4 separate regions of the Pan troglodytes genome follow, and all the other regions are linked to region 2. A link is a contact called in public HiChIP or PLAC-seq data. All regions are on one chromosome and are shown on one strand. The core of a region is the stretch at or near the end of the contact, and the rest is flanking DNA. Distances in the headings are between cores, read along the strand shown.

Evidence for each region. HiChIP or PLAC-seq counts read pairs in DNA pulled down with a chosen protein or histone mark.
Region 1: an H3K4me3 HiChIP or PLAC-seq map of stem cell-derived excitatory neurons shows a contact between it and region 2, with 5 times the contacts expected there. The contact joins the promoter of TESK1 here to the promoter of ATOSB in region 2. A contact is called at or near these places in 1 of 7 Hi-C or Micro-C datasets (stem cell-derived neural progenitor cells) and 1 of 1 datasets of contacts at active chromatin or transcription factors (stem cell-derived excitatory neurons).
Region 3: a contact with region 2 is called in an H3K4me3 HiChIP or PLAC-seq map of stem cell-derived excitatory neurons, with 3 times the contacts expected there. The contact joins the promoter of LOC104007846 here to the promoter of ATOSB in region 2. A contact is called at or near these places in 1 of 7 Hi-C or Micro-C datasets (induced pluripotent stem cells) and 1 of 1 datasets of contacts at active chromatin or transcription factors (stem cell-derived excitatory neurons).
Region 4: a contact with region 2 is called in an H3K4me3 HiChIP or PLAC-seq map of stem cell-derived excitatory neurons, with 6 times the contacts expected there. The contact joins the promoter of LOC747332 here to the promoter of ATOSB in region 2. A contact is called at or near these places in 1 of 7 Hi-C or Micro-C datasets (stem cell-derived neural progenitor cells) and 1 of 1 datasets of contacts at active chromatin or transcription factors (stem cell-derived excitatory neurons).

Annotation. Positions count from the first base shown.
Region 1 is chr11:80,378,292-80,380,991 of NHGRI_mPanTro3-v2.0_pri, forward strand. It overlaps TESK1 (testis associated actin remodelling kinase 1), which reads right to left and starts at 1,268. Exons shown (of 10, transcript XM_054658822.1): 1 at 691-1,268; 2 at 424-545; 3 at 244-292. The coding sequence starts at 909.
Region 2 is chr11:80,868,904-80,871,603 of NHGRI_mPanTro3-v2.0_pri, forward strand. ATOSB (atos homolog B) reads left to right here and starts at 1,274. Exons shown (of 9, transcript XM_009456558.4): 1 at 1,274-1,415.
Region 3 is chr11:80,578,695-80,581,394 of NHGRI_mPanTro3-v2.0_pri, forward strand. It overlaps LOC104007846 (phospholipid-transporting ATPase FetA-like), which reads right to left and starts at 1,395. Exons shown (of 21, transcript XM_016960478.3): 1 at 1,306-1,395.
Region 4 is chr11:81,330,702-81,333,401 of NHGRI_mPanTro3-v2.0_pri, forward strand. It overlaps LOC747332, which reads left to right and starts at 1,414. Exons shown (of 4, transcript XM_024345621.3): 1 at 1,414-1,523; 2 at 1,821-1,888; 3 at 2,133-2,192; 4 at 2,316-2,478. The coding sequence starts at 1,842. The coding sequence ends at 2,472.

The DNA.
Region 1 (2,700 bases), core at 18-2,517, 490 kb before region 2:
AGAGAACATTTCCGTCACTGAAGAAAATTCTATTGGACAGCACTGTTCTAGGGGATACAGAGAATAAGAGCAGTTGAGGCCTTTTATATGTGGTTTGCCTAAAGGGAAGTTCAGGAAAGCCTCCCCTGGGAGGAGATCCTGTTGCCTCTCACTAGTCCTCCGTAGATCCACCAGGCCTGTTGACTCCCTTTATCCTTGGGGGTGAAGGGGGGTGGGGATCCCTCCTTCCTGGCCTATCCTCACCTCTGTAAGAGCGTGCAGCTGTCCCTGGTGCACACAGACCCCCATGAACCTGCAAGAGGATGGGGAAGATAGAAGGATAGGCTATTAAAGGCCTCAGCTCCTCCTCAGTTCCACTTTTCCCGCGGGATCTTTCCCTTTCTCTCCCGCCCAGCAAGCTGCCCAGAGACTGGGGCCGCTCACCTTAGGATGTTGGGGTGCCTGAGCCGGTTCATCAGCTGCACTTCCCGTAGTGTGTTGCCCCGGTTACTGGGGAGCTTGTTCATCTTCAGCACCATGACTTGCCCTGACTGTCGGTGCCGAACCTGGGGGCAGGAGCAGCCGGCGAGGGCCGGGCAGGTCGGGCGGGTCGCCGGAGTCTGGACCCTCTTCCCCGCACTCCCGGCCCCCTAGTTTCAGCCTCTGGTTGAAGGCTCGGTCCCGCCCCTCTGCCCTCTCGGCCGGTCCTACCTTGTAGACCTCAGAGAAGAAGCCGGCCCCGATCTTCTCCGCGCAGTGAAAATCGTCCACACGCGCCAGGCTAGACACGGCGCTGCGGAGAGCCCGGTAGGAGGAGGGGCGGCCCCGGCCCGGGCCTCCGCCCGTGCCCCCCGGCCCCGGGGGCCCCTCCCCCGGCACCTCTCCAGGCCCGGGCCCAGGGCCCCGCAGTGGGGGCCGTTCCCCGGCCATGGCCGGGCCCCCAGCCCGGGCCTGCCTCACATGGCAGGGTCCCCAGGGCCCGGACAGGCCGCGCTTGCCATGGGCGCGGGCCCAGCCCGATCCCGGGCGCCCGGACTCCGGCTCCCGCCCTGAGAATGGAAGATCCGCCGAAGATCCTGGACCCGCCCCCGCCGCGCCGGCTGGCTGGGCCCGGGTGGACGCCGCGCCGCTCCGCTCCGCGCAGGGCCTGGGCTTGGGCCTGGACCGGGCGGTGGCGGTGACGGTGGCGGCAGCGCTCCGGGGCGCCGGCGGGCTGGCTTGCCGCGGGCGGAGGCGGGCGGGCGGGCGGGCGGCGGCTGCTCCGCTTAGCCGCCGGGGATCAGGCTCCGCGGCCTGCCGGGGGCGGGGCTGGGCCGGGCCTCCGCTTAACTCCTTCCAGCCCGGCCTCCCGGCAGCGGCCACGCCCCCTCAGGTGCGCACCCCCGCCTCCCCGCTTTCCGGCCGCGATGCCCTGGGCCGCCCGGGTCAAATAAGCTCCGGCCTGAGCTTGAATAACGGGAGGGAATTAAGGGCTGATGGTGCGCATGCGAAGCTTAGCTGCCCAGGGAGTCCCCTCTCCTCCCTGGGTTACTGTCCGTTGAGGATCGGGCTCAGAAACCTGCCGGATTCCTGGGCTCCAGGGACCAACGGGGCAGAAAGGCCCCTCAGGCCCAGCCGCAATCAGAGGTAGCCTAGCAACCTGTCCACCTTCCTGGCCTGCGCCCCGGCCCAGCCTGCCCATTTCCCAGGTCTCTTCGACTCCGACACCTTGAACCTCTGGCCTCCCTAACACCTTCTACCTTCACGGGAGGTTGTGATACCCCGGGGCTATAGGAAGCCTTTGGCCGGCCCATACCCAGCTTAGCCCCGACTCCTCCTCACTTCATCCTGCCGCCTCCCAATAAAGAAGAGAGTCCAGGTCCTCCGCCCTGTGACCACCCAGCCGGGACCTCCCTCTTACTACTTTGCCCAAAAGACTCTTAAGAGAGAAGCCTCCACCTGCAGGGAAGCCCGTCCTTCCGCAAGATCCCACCCCCCTCAAAGAACGCTGTCCCTCGGAGACCCCTCCCTTCCTCAGTGAGACACCTCCCTTTCGGGGGCACTTTTCCCCAGTGTGGCACTGCCACCGTCAGTGTGTCAGAACCCCTCAGTGCTGCACCCCCTTGCTCTGTGTTCCTCCCACGCAGTGAGACCCCACCTCCGAGGAACTCCACTAGTCATTGTGACCCCTCCTCTCAAGGTGACTCCTCCCCTCAGTGTGACCCAGCCCTCCTCAGTGTGAGGGTTCCGCCCTCCATGTAGGAACACGGTCTGCCCCCTAAGGCCGGAGGAAGGGCTGCAACTGGCCTCTTTAAGTCGGCGCGGTGCGTGGGTGCGCACGCAGTCTCAGGACTCCGTGCACTCGCCGTACCAGACGCTTCCGGTTCTGCCGCTGGCTCCTCCTCCGGCCTCGGCGAAATAGCCAATCATCGCTAGGGTTGGGTGGTGACACGCGATCCCGGCGGGCCACTCCGGGGCAAACGGTTTAAAAGGGCGTCGTTGGGCCGCCTGCCACCTAGCGGCGGAACGGTGGGCGGAGGGAGAGAAAGCTGCCGTCTCGAGTGCGGAGGCAGGCTGAGAGCTCCTCGAGGAAGCGAGGCTGAGTCCTGCAGGAATTCTCAAGTACTGTATTGATATTTCTGTAGTAAGCTTAAAAGAAAATTAATACAAGCACAGTCCGTATCGCGTGGGGTTACCGTCTTCCAATGGAGTCTGGTTACACGTTTATGAGACTTGGAGCCA
Region 2 (2,700 bases), core at 24-2,523:
GAAGTTTGAAGTTGAAGTTGAAGAAGTTTAGATGACTTCAAACTCTGTGGTTTTCCCACTACACGAAACCTTTCTTAGTTTACCCTTCTGGGATTATGTAGGCATTTGTATCACTGTCTAAATAATAAGTTCCTTATGGCCAGAGAAAATACTTTTTTCTTTCTTTTTTTTGCGCTTCCACACCACTGACGTTGAGTAAACCAGTTTAAGTTAACTACTGACAAAGTCACAGAGCCTAAAGAATCTGAGATTTGGCCGGGTGCTGTGGCTCACGCCAGTAATCCCAGCACTTTGGGCAGCCGAGGCGGGCGGATCGCTTGAGGTCAGGAATTTGAGACCAGTCTGGCCAACATGGTGAAACCTGTCTCTACCAAAAATACGAAAATTAGCCCGGCCTGGTGGCGCGCGCCTGTAATCCCAGCTACTCTGAAGGCTGAGGCAGGAGAATTGCTTGAACCCAGTAGGCGGAGGTTGCAGTGAGCCGAGATCGCACCACTGCACTCCAGTTTGGGCGAAAGAGCGAGACGCCGTCTCAAAAAAAATAAAAAAGAATGTGACTTTTGTAGAACTTGATCAAATCCAGACCCAAACGGTCCGCTCCTCGGAGAGGCCACAGATTGGCGCTGAGCTGGGCTGTCTCAGTTCTGCAAGTGTCCTGTGCTGCCATCTACCGGTGTCTGGGAAGCGTCGCCCTCCCTTATTGTATCTCCTGGGGAGAGGTGGGAGAGGGCGCCGCTTAAATTACAGAACATATGTAACTGTCATGCAGTTCATTAGACACCTGTACAAGGGAAAGGCCTCACTTTTCTCCAGCAATTGCAGGCCCTCCTAACTCCATATCAACACTCATCTCGTAAAATTCACAGATCTCGCTGACCTGCCTCAGTAGGTACAGATCTGACTCCTACTGTCCATCCCATCCCAGAACCCACACCCGCCTGCACAGCGTAGGCTTCAGAAACTGCTCAACCTCGCAGACCTGAACCCCACCGCCCAGATTCCCTCATTTTCACAGACCCCTGAGATTCCTTGCACTACCTTGCAATCCCTACGGACCTCCCCTATTAGTGCAAATGCACGCGCCCACCCAGACATCCCTACAAAGAGGTTCGAGTTCCGGCGGCAGCTCACACCGGTGCGAAAACAGCGAGATAGCCCCAACCTGGCTCAGAGCCCTCAGGCTGGTGGCTTCGGCCCTGGCTCCATCTCCCCACCTCTGCCCTGATCCGCTCCGCTCAGGCTAGCAGCCTGCCGGCCGAGGCCCCGCCCCTCTAGACTTGTCATCACAGAAGCCGCACGTGGCCGGGGTGGGACCTCAGGCGACCCGCGGCCATCACTTTGTCTCCTCCTTCCTCCATTGGGGCCGCCACCGCCAATCAGAGCCAGCGGATCCTGGTTGGAGTGCGACCGCCCGGGTGAGGCGTGAGGGAGAAGGGGCGGAAGGAGGAGGGGCTCTGAGATGGGAGGGGGATCGTGGTGGAAGGGTCCTGGCGCGACTTCTGCCAGGCTGGAATCCGAGGGGGCGGGTCCTGGTGAAAGGCGGAGAGACCGAGAGGAGGCGGGGATCGGGGGTGGGGCCTGGGAAAAGCTGAGGATCCTGGGGAAATGCAAAGAAAACGCGAAGGAGGTGCGAGGTCAGAAGGGGGCGGGGCCCGGGCTACAGGGGAGGAGCTCGAGAAATTAAACGAGGAAAGGGACAAGTCCGCAGAAGGTGGAAGGTGGGACAAGGGAGAGGGTGGGCCCGGGCGTTGCGGGGGCGGGGCTCGGACTGAAGGGGCGAGGTTTGCAGACGGAGGCTACAGCTAGGGCTGCTCAGTAACTGCCCCAACCACTACCACGTCCCCAAGTGCAACGGGACCCACGGAACTACAGGTGTGGGGCAGGGTGAGCGTGGAAGAAGGGACGCGGATGGGGGTGCGCTTTGCAGAAGATCTGGAGACTGCTGTGTGTTGAGGGAAGATACGAAGTCGCGGGAGCAGTTGGGGACTCAACTGGTGGGCAACAAGGTGCATTCTCCAGAGGCCTCTATGGGGGAAGGGCGGGAGCGCTTTGTTGTGGGGGGGTTGCGAGGTACACTGTGAGGGGGCTGTCTCTGTCTGATGTGGGGGATTGGAGGAGGTACATGAGGGGCAGGGGACATGGAGGCGCTTTGAAGGAAGGGGGGGCTGTTTAATGGAGAAGGAGTGTAGCGGTGTCGGAGGGTCTGCGGGCACTATCTAGGGGAAGGGGTTGTAGGCCCAACTTGAGGCAGGAGAACAGAACCCCCAGTACTTTGACAAAGTAACAGTTTAGGGCATTGTAGTAACTCCAGGAAGACACTTGTGTTCTGGGTTCTAAGAGCAAGGGTGTTGGGGTTAGTGGGGTGAAGAGGCCAATCTATTGCACTCCTGTCTGCTCAGCTTTTAACTCCGCCTTCTGGCCTGGGCACTCAGAGAGGAGTCAGACCCTGCTTGTCACTAGGGCTTGTGTGAATGTCTCCTCAGTCTATTTTGGATCTGTCCAGCTGAGACTGGGGTTTCTTCCCTAAGCTGAGGTCCCGGGGGACCCTTCCCCCGCTGGGTTCCTGTCAACCCCCCATCCTAGTTCCTGTTCCTCCCAGAGCCGGCCTTGGTCTCTGTCTCCCCCCTCCCCCGCCCTGCCCTGCCCTTATGCTCTGGGTGTGCTCATTTCCCACTTCCTTCCTTGCCCCAGGGCCTGGTC
Region 3 (2,700 bases), core at 145-2,644, 290 kb before region 2:
CTAAAGTACAGATGAGTCAAGACTAGAAAACTAGAGGTTACCTTGTTTAACTTCCTTATTTTACAGATGAGGAAGTTCAGGCTCACACAGGGAAAAAATCTTTCTCACACAGCTATATAGTGGCAGAGTTAAATCTAGAATACAGATTCTTCCTACTACTTCACCATGCTTTGACGCTGCACTGGGTAATGAGTAGGCACTTAATATGCTGACGACTCATTCTTAAATTTATAAGGGGTTTTTGTCTCTTTTGGTTCAATGCTAGGCCTCATGTCTAGATGAATACCTGGCACATAGTAAGCGCTCAAAAAATATCTGTTGCATTTGAACCTAGTACCAAGCAAGACAAATTCCTTGGAAGTTAATTAGAACTCAGAGGATCATTTATAATAATCCCCTATACACTTAGAGAAAATGTATAGTTTTCAAAGTGCTTTCATATATATGAGCCCATTTGATCCCTCTGAGGTAGACATGGCAGGAGTTATTAGTCCTAGATAACAGATTCAAGTTATTGAGGCTCTGAGAAGTTAAAGGTCATCTCCTGACTAGAATGTAGCAGAACTGGGCCCAATCTTCTGACTCCTACTTCAATACCATCTCCACTATTTGTTGCTTCTTCAACTTTGCCTGTCTGCTTCTGGGCTTGGGAGGATTATTCAGGGAGTTAGTCCGAATATTCACAATGAATACGACGGCGACAACTTAGGCTGAAAGATGTGATTTTTCTTTCTTAAAAGTCCATTGTTAAAGGTACTTCTGTTCTAATTCTGATTAGATATAGCCTACAGAAATTAGCGGCTAATTCAAATCTGAAAGCTTGCTGAAGCCATGGGTAGCCAGCCAGAGTTTGACTCTTCCCTCTAGAGTAGGTATCCTATGCCAAAGAGTGGGAGGGAATGATAGCAAACGTGCCACTTCAGATCAAGTATGGGACAAGGATTATGACTTCTTAGAGAATCTGCATAGTGCTGGAAAAGTGGAAAACTCCCTGAGTTAACAAGAATGTGCAATTGCTGGAGGTTTGGGGGTATCTCTTCATGAAATAACTGGAAAAATATGTGCCCTTTAGGAGTTACATGGGGGATAAAGCCCCCCTTCCTTAGATAATCTCGACAAATATGTCCTCTGTGGGAGTGTCTGGAAAACCAGTATACTCGAATATGGGGAGTTGTCTCAAGAAAGTATAAGGATAGACAGCTACTGGAAATACTGAGAGGGGACAGAGTCTCTCTTCAAGGAATATTGGGAGGGAGAAGGCGATAACTTCTACTCGGGCACCCACTTTGGGAGCCTCTTGCTCACCGTCGCCTCCCGGCCTCCAACTCCGGCAACTGCCATCTCAACGCACCTTCCTGCGCAGACGCCCTAGAGACCCAGGTTCCGGCCTAGAGCAGAGCCCCGCCCACAAACCACGCCCATCTCCCATGAGCCCGCCTCTGGCCACACCCCTACCCTCAAGTGCCAGACCCACCGTTTCTCCATGGAGAGGGCCCCTAGGGGCCGATCTGGCTTTGAAGTACCCGAACTATGCTGGCCGCTGGGGAAATGGAGATACAACACTCAGATCCTGCCTTTGGGTAGATCACAGGCTGATGAGGGGAAAGAGACAAGTAAATTATAACAATACGTAGAGTGCTGTGGGGAGGCGTCCAGATAGCAGAGCCTAGAAAGCAGTGGAAAAGGCTGGCAGATTTTCCAGCAAGGGGAGCAGCATGTGCAGGCACGGAGGGGTAGGAGCACACAGTGCTTGTCGGGGACCTGCCGGGGCAGTACTTTAGAACAGCTGCAGGATAGGGGCAAGGGGGGCGGTGCTGGCTGCGCTATCTTGGAGGGTCTTGGAGTTTCAGCCTGGAGGCTATGGGTGACCACTGAATAGTTTAATAGGAGAAGGACTTTATATTGGAGTGCGTGAAGAGAGCAGGGTAAGAACGGAAGCAGGGGATTATCACAGTAACTCAGGCATGAGGACCTAAAAGCTGCCACGACTCTTGTGGTGGTGGGAACTTGAGGCGACCCAATGGATTCAAGAGGTAATTTTGAGGCAGAAATGTGAAGTGGCTGGCTTGGGAGAGGAGCGGGGAGGAGGAAGTTTTTAAATGAGCAACTGAACTCTAAGGATTTATTTAGCAAGCAGTGGAAACGGAGCTAGTTCCCTGTCTGGTGCCCCGTTAGTCCCTGCCCCACAAGTAGTGTTAGTGCAGGTTGAGAGAGTAGGTGAGCACTATCTTTCTTGTTTCAGCTTTTCCCATTTCCACGCCATGAGGCCTTTTACCTTATTTCTTCCCCTTTGGGAGTGGGCTTTCTACTGCAGCTCTTCTTCCTCGAATAGAGCCTGAATGAAAGTCCAAGGTACAGTCCTAAGCCTAATCTTCTGTCCTGTATGTGGCAGCCTCAGTCCTCTGCCAAGACGGGCAGGCACACCTCTCCCCAGTGGGCCCCTGCCTTGTCCTCACAACCCAGGCTGTGATCTGTCCTAGCGAGGACAGATCTAGACAAAGGGAAGAGAAGCATGGACTAGTTTTCACCAGAATACCTCTCCTGCTACTCTTTTGGACCTTTTGTAGGAAGCTGGTGCCGTAGGTCCCATGACTCTGTTAATTAGATTGGTGGTCTCAGGTCTAGGACAGGATGTTAGCCCAGTGGTGTTTATCCAGAACCACTTTAGGCTTCACCCACTGGCTGTCAGGTATGGGGGTG
Region 4 (2,700 bases), core at 164-2,663, 460 kb after region 2:
CCTGGAGTGTCAACATGAGTGTGAATGTGAGTGAAAGGGTGAACGTGGTGAAAGCATAGCTTCCGAACTCCCAGACTGCAGTGCTTCCAATAAAACCACCTAGCACCCATGGATCTCTCTGTCTGCTATCTGTATGTGGCTCAGACAAGGGAAGACAAGAATGAGAGGGAGAAAGAGGGTGGGATGGGGGAGAGAAGAGGGGTATCCATTCCTCACATTTCAACCAGAGGAAACTTTCACCCCACTTATTTCTGGTCACTCCCTCCTATACAGTCAGCCCAGCCCCAAGACTGTCTTTCCCCTTACTCAAACCGACTACAGCTCAGTACTGGGCCTTGACTGGGATGTCAGAGGTCTGGGGCAGCTATTTCCAACCTCCTACACTGGGTTGATTGCCCTTTCTTGACACCTTCTACTTCTTCCAGCCAGCCTGCTCCATTTATAGTAAGAATCTCACTATTCTCTTTTGATCCTCCCAGCTCTACCCCTACCTCTCAGAGGGCAGACAAGGTGCCTGTCTTGTTTGTTGGTTGTTTTGTTTTGTTTTGTTTGAGACGGAGTCTCACTCTGTCGCCCAGGCTGGAGTGCAGTGGTGCGATCTCAGCTCACAGCAACCTCCGCCTCCCAGTTTCAAGCAATTCTCTGCCTCAGCCTCCCGAGTAGCTGGGATTACAGGCGCCTGCCACCACGCCCGGCTAACTTTTGTATTTTTAGTAGAGACGGGGTTTCACCATCTTGGCCAGGCTGGTCTTGAACTCCTGAACTCGTGATCCACCCACCTCGGCCTCCCAAAGTGCTGGGATTAAAGGCGTGAGCCACCGTGCCCGGCCACCTGTCTTCTTTACTACTACATCCCCATGCCCAGCACAGAGCCTGACACACAGGTGGTCATTCAGCAAATATTTGTTGATTGAATGAATGTAGCAAAAAAAAAAAAAAAAAAAAAAATCACAGGAAGATAGGTCTCAGACCAGAGAGGAAGGGCAATGACCCTCCGGCCATTCAGTGACTTAGCCGAGGCCACTCAACCAGGTATTTCCGTAGCCTGGCCTTTTCTAGACTGGACTCTATCTGAGGACCTATTCCTCCTCGGCCCAGGGTCATACAAGGGGAGGAAGGCAGGCAAGAGAGGCACTTGGCAGGGCAGAAGCCCAGGGAGGGGTAGAGGAGACGTGGGGATTAAGAAAACAGTACTGGACTTAGTCCCAACTCTCTTTTCTTGCTGCCTGCTGCGGAAGCCTCGGCCCCCCAAGGTGTAGCTCCAAAACCTGACTTAACACCTATAAAAGAGGGTCCTTTGCCCGCATCTTAATCAACCGACTCCGCCCCTGGCCTCACCCCGTAAGATGACGTTTCGACTCCGCCTCCTCTGGGAGACATGAACACCCCACCCCTTCCGGGGGACAGGCAAACCTAGTGCGCAACGGCATCCCTGTGACGTAATAGTAACGGTCCGTTTCCGGGGTGGAGCCAGGGAGGGCGGGAGTTTAGGCTGCGCTGACCCCTCTCAGCCCCCCCTCCAGGTGACCCCAGCCCCTGAAAATCCTCACCCAGGGCCCCAAATCTCCCAGCCCCATGACCGCCAAACCTCTCGTCCTGGCCCCCTAAATGCCCCAGGCCCCGGAGATGACCGGCCTCCTCACCCCTTAACTTCCAGTGCCTCCCAAATCTCCAAGCCCACCCTGTCCCGTGGTGGCAACTGAGGCTTCCCGGGGGCATCAGCCTCAGATTACCTGAGAACTGGGCAGCCTCGTCCTGAGAATGACGGAGAAGGGGACCTGGGGCTAGGGAATCCCTGATTCAATCATGCCGCTCCCCAGGAGACGTTCGGAGCCCAGGACATGTCGGGAATGAGGAGATACGAGGTGGCGCTGGAGGCGGAGGAGGAGTGAGTGGAGGCGGGTTCTGCGGAGGAGGAACCAGGCGGCTCCGGGGTGGGGGAGGGTGGAGTTCTGCGGGGGCGAGGGGTGGGCAGGGCGAGCCTCCCAGGGGCGTGGGCGCGAAGGGAGCCGCTTTTAGAGGCGGGGCGGAGCCTTCCTCGAGGGCGAGGCACCGCGGGGCGGAGTCTGTAGGGTCAGCTCCTCCCCGCCCCGCCCCGCCCCGCCCCGCCCGGCTCTGCCCTCTCTCTGCAGGATCTACTGGGGCTGTTTCTACTTTTTCCCCTGGCTTCGCATGTGGCGGAGGGAGCGGAGGTGAGGGGGCTGCGATACCGCGGACCCGCCCCGGGCATGGACGGGACTCAGTCTCTGAGGACCCATCGGGGGGAATCCGGTAGCTCCCGCCCCGCCTCATGCCAGTGTCGGGTCGCCCCACAGCTCGGCGCACCCCGGGGAGCAGAAGCTGGAGCCTCTGCGAGGCCTGATGAGCTGTCTGTCCAGCGGCCTGGGTCCTACTCCCCAGCGCTCGGGTCGTGGCTTCCCCCGCCGCAGCCCCACCGCCGCTGCCCAGCCAGCCAGTGCATTAAAGATTTAAACCGAAGCCCACCGTACTGACCTCCTGACTCTGCCGCCGCTGTCGCCATTCGAGCCGGGCGCCCCTCCCCACATGGGCTCTGTTCCGTACTGACAGGGCGTCCCTCCCTGGAAGGGTGCCCTTCCACGTCAAAGCCCCTCATCAGTGTCAGGCCTCCTGTTACTATCAATGGCTGTCTCCCCCAATCCCAACCCCCAAAAACCCATACTGTGAGTCGCCTATATGAAG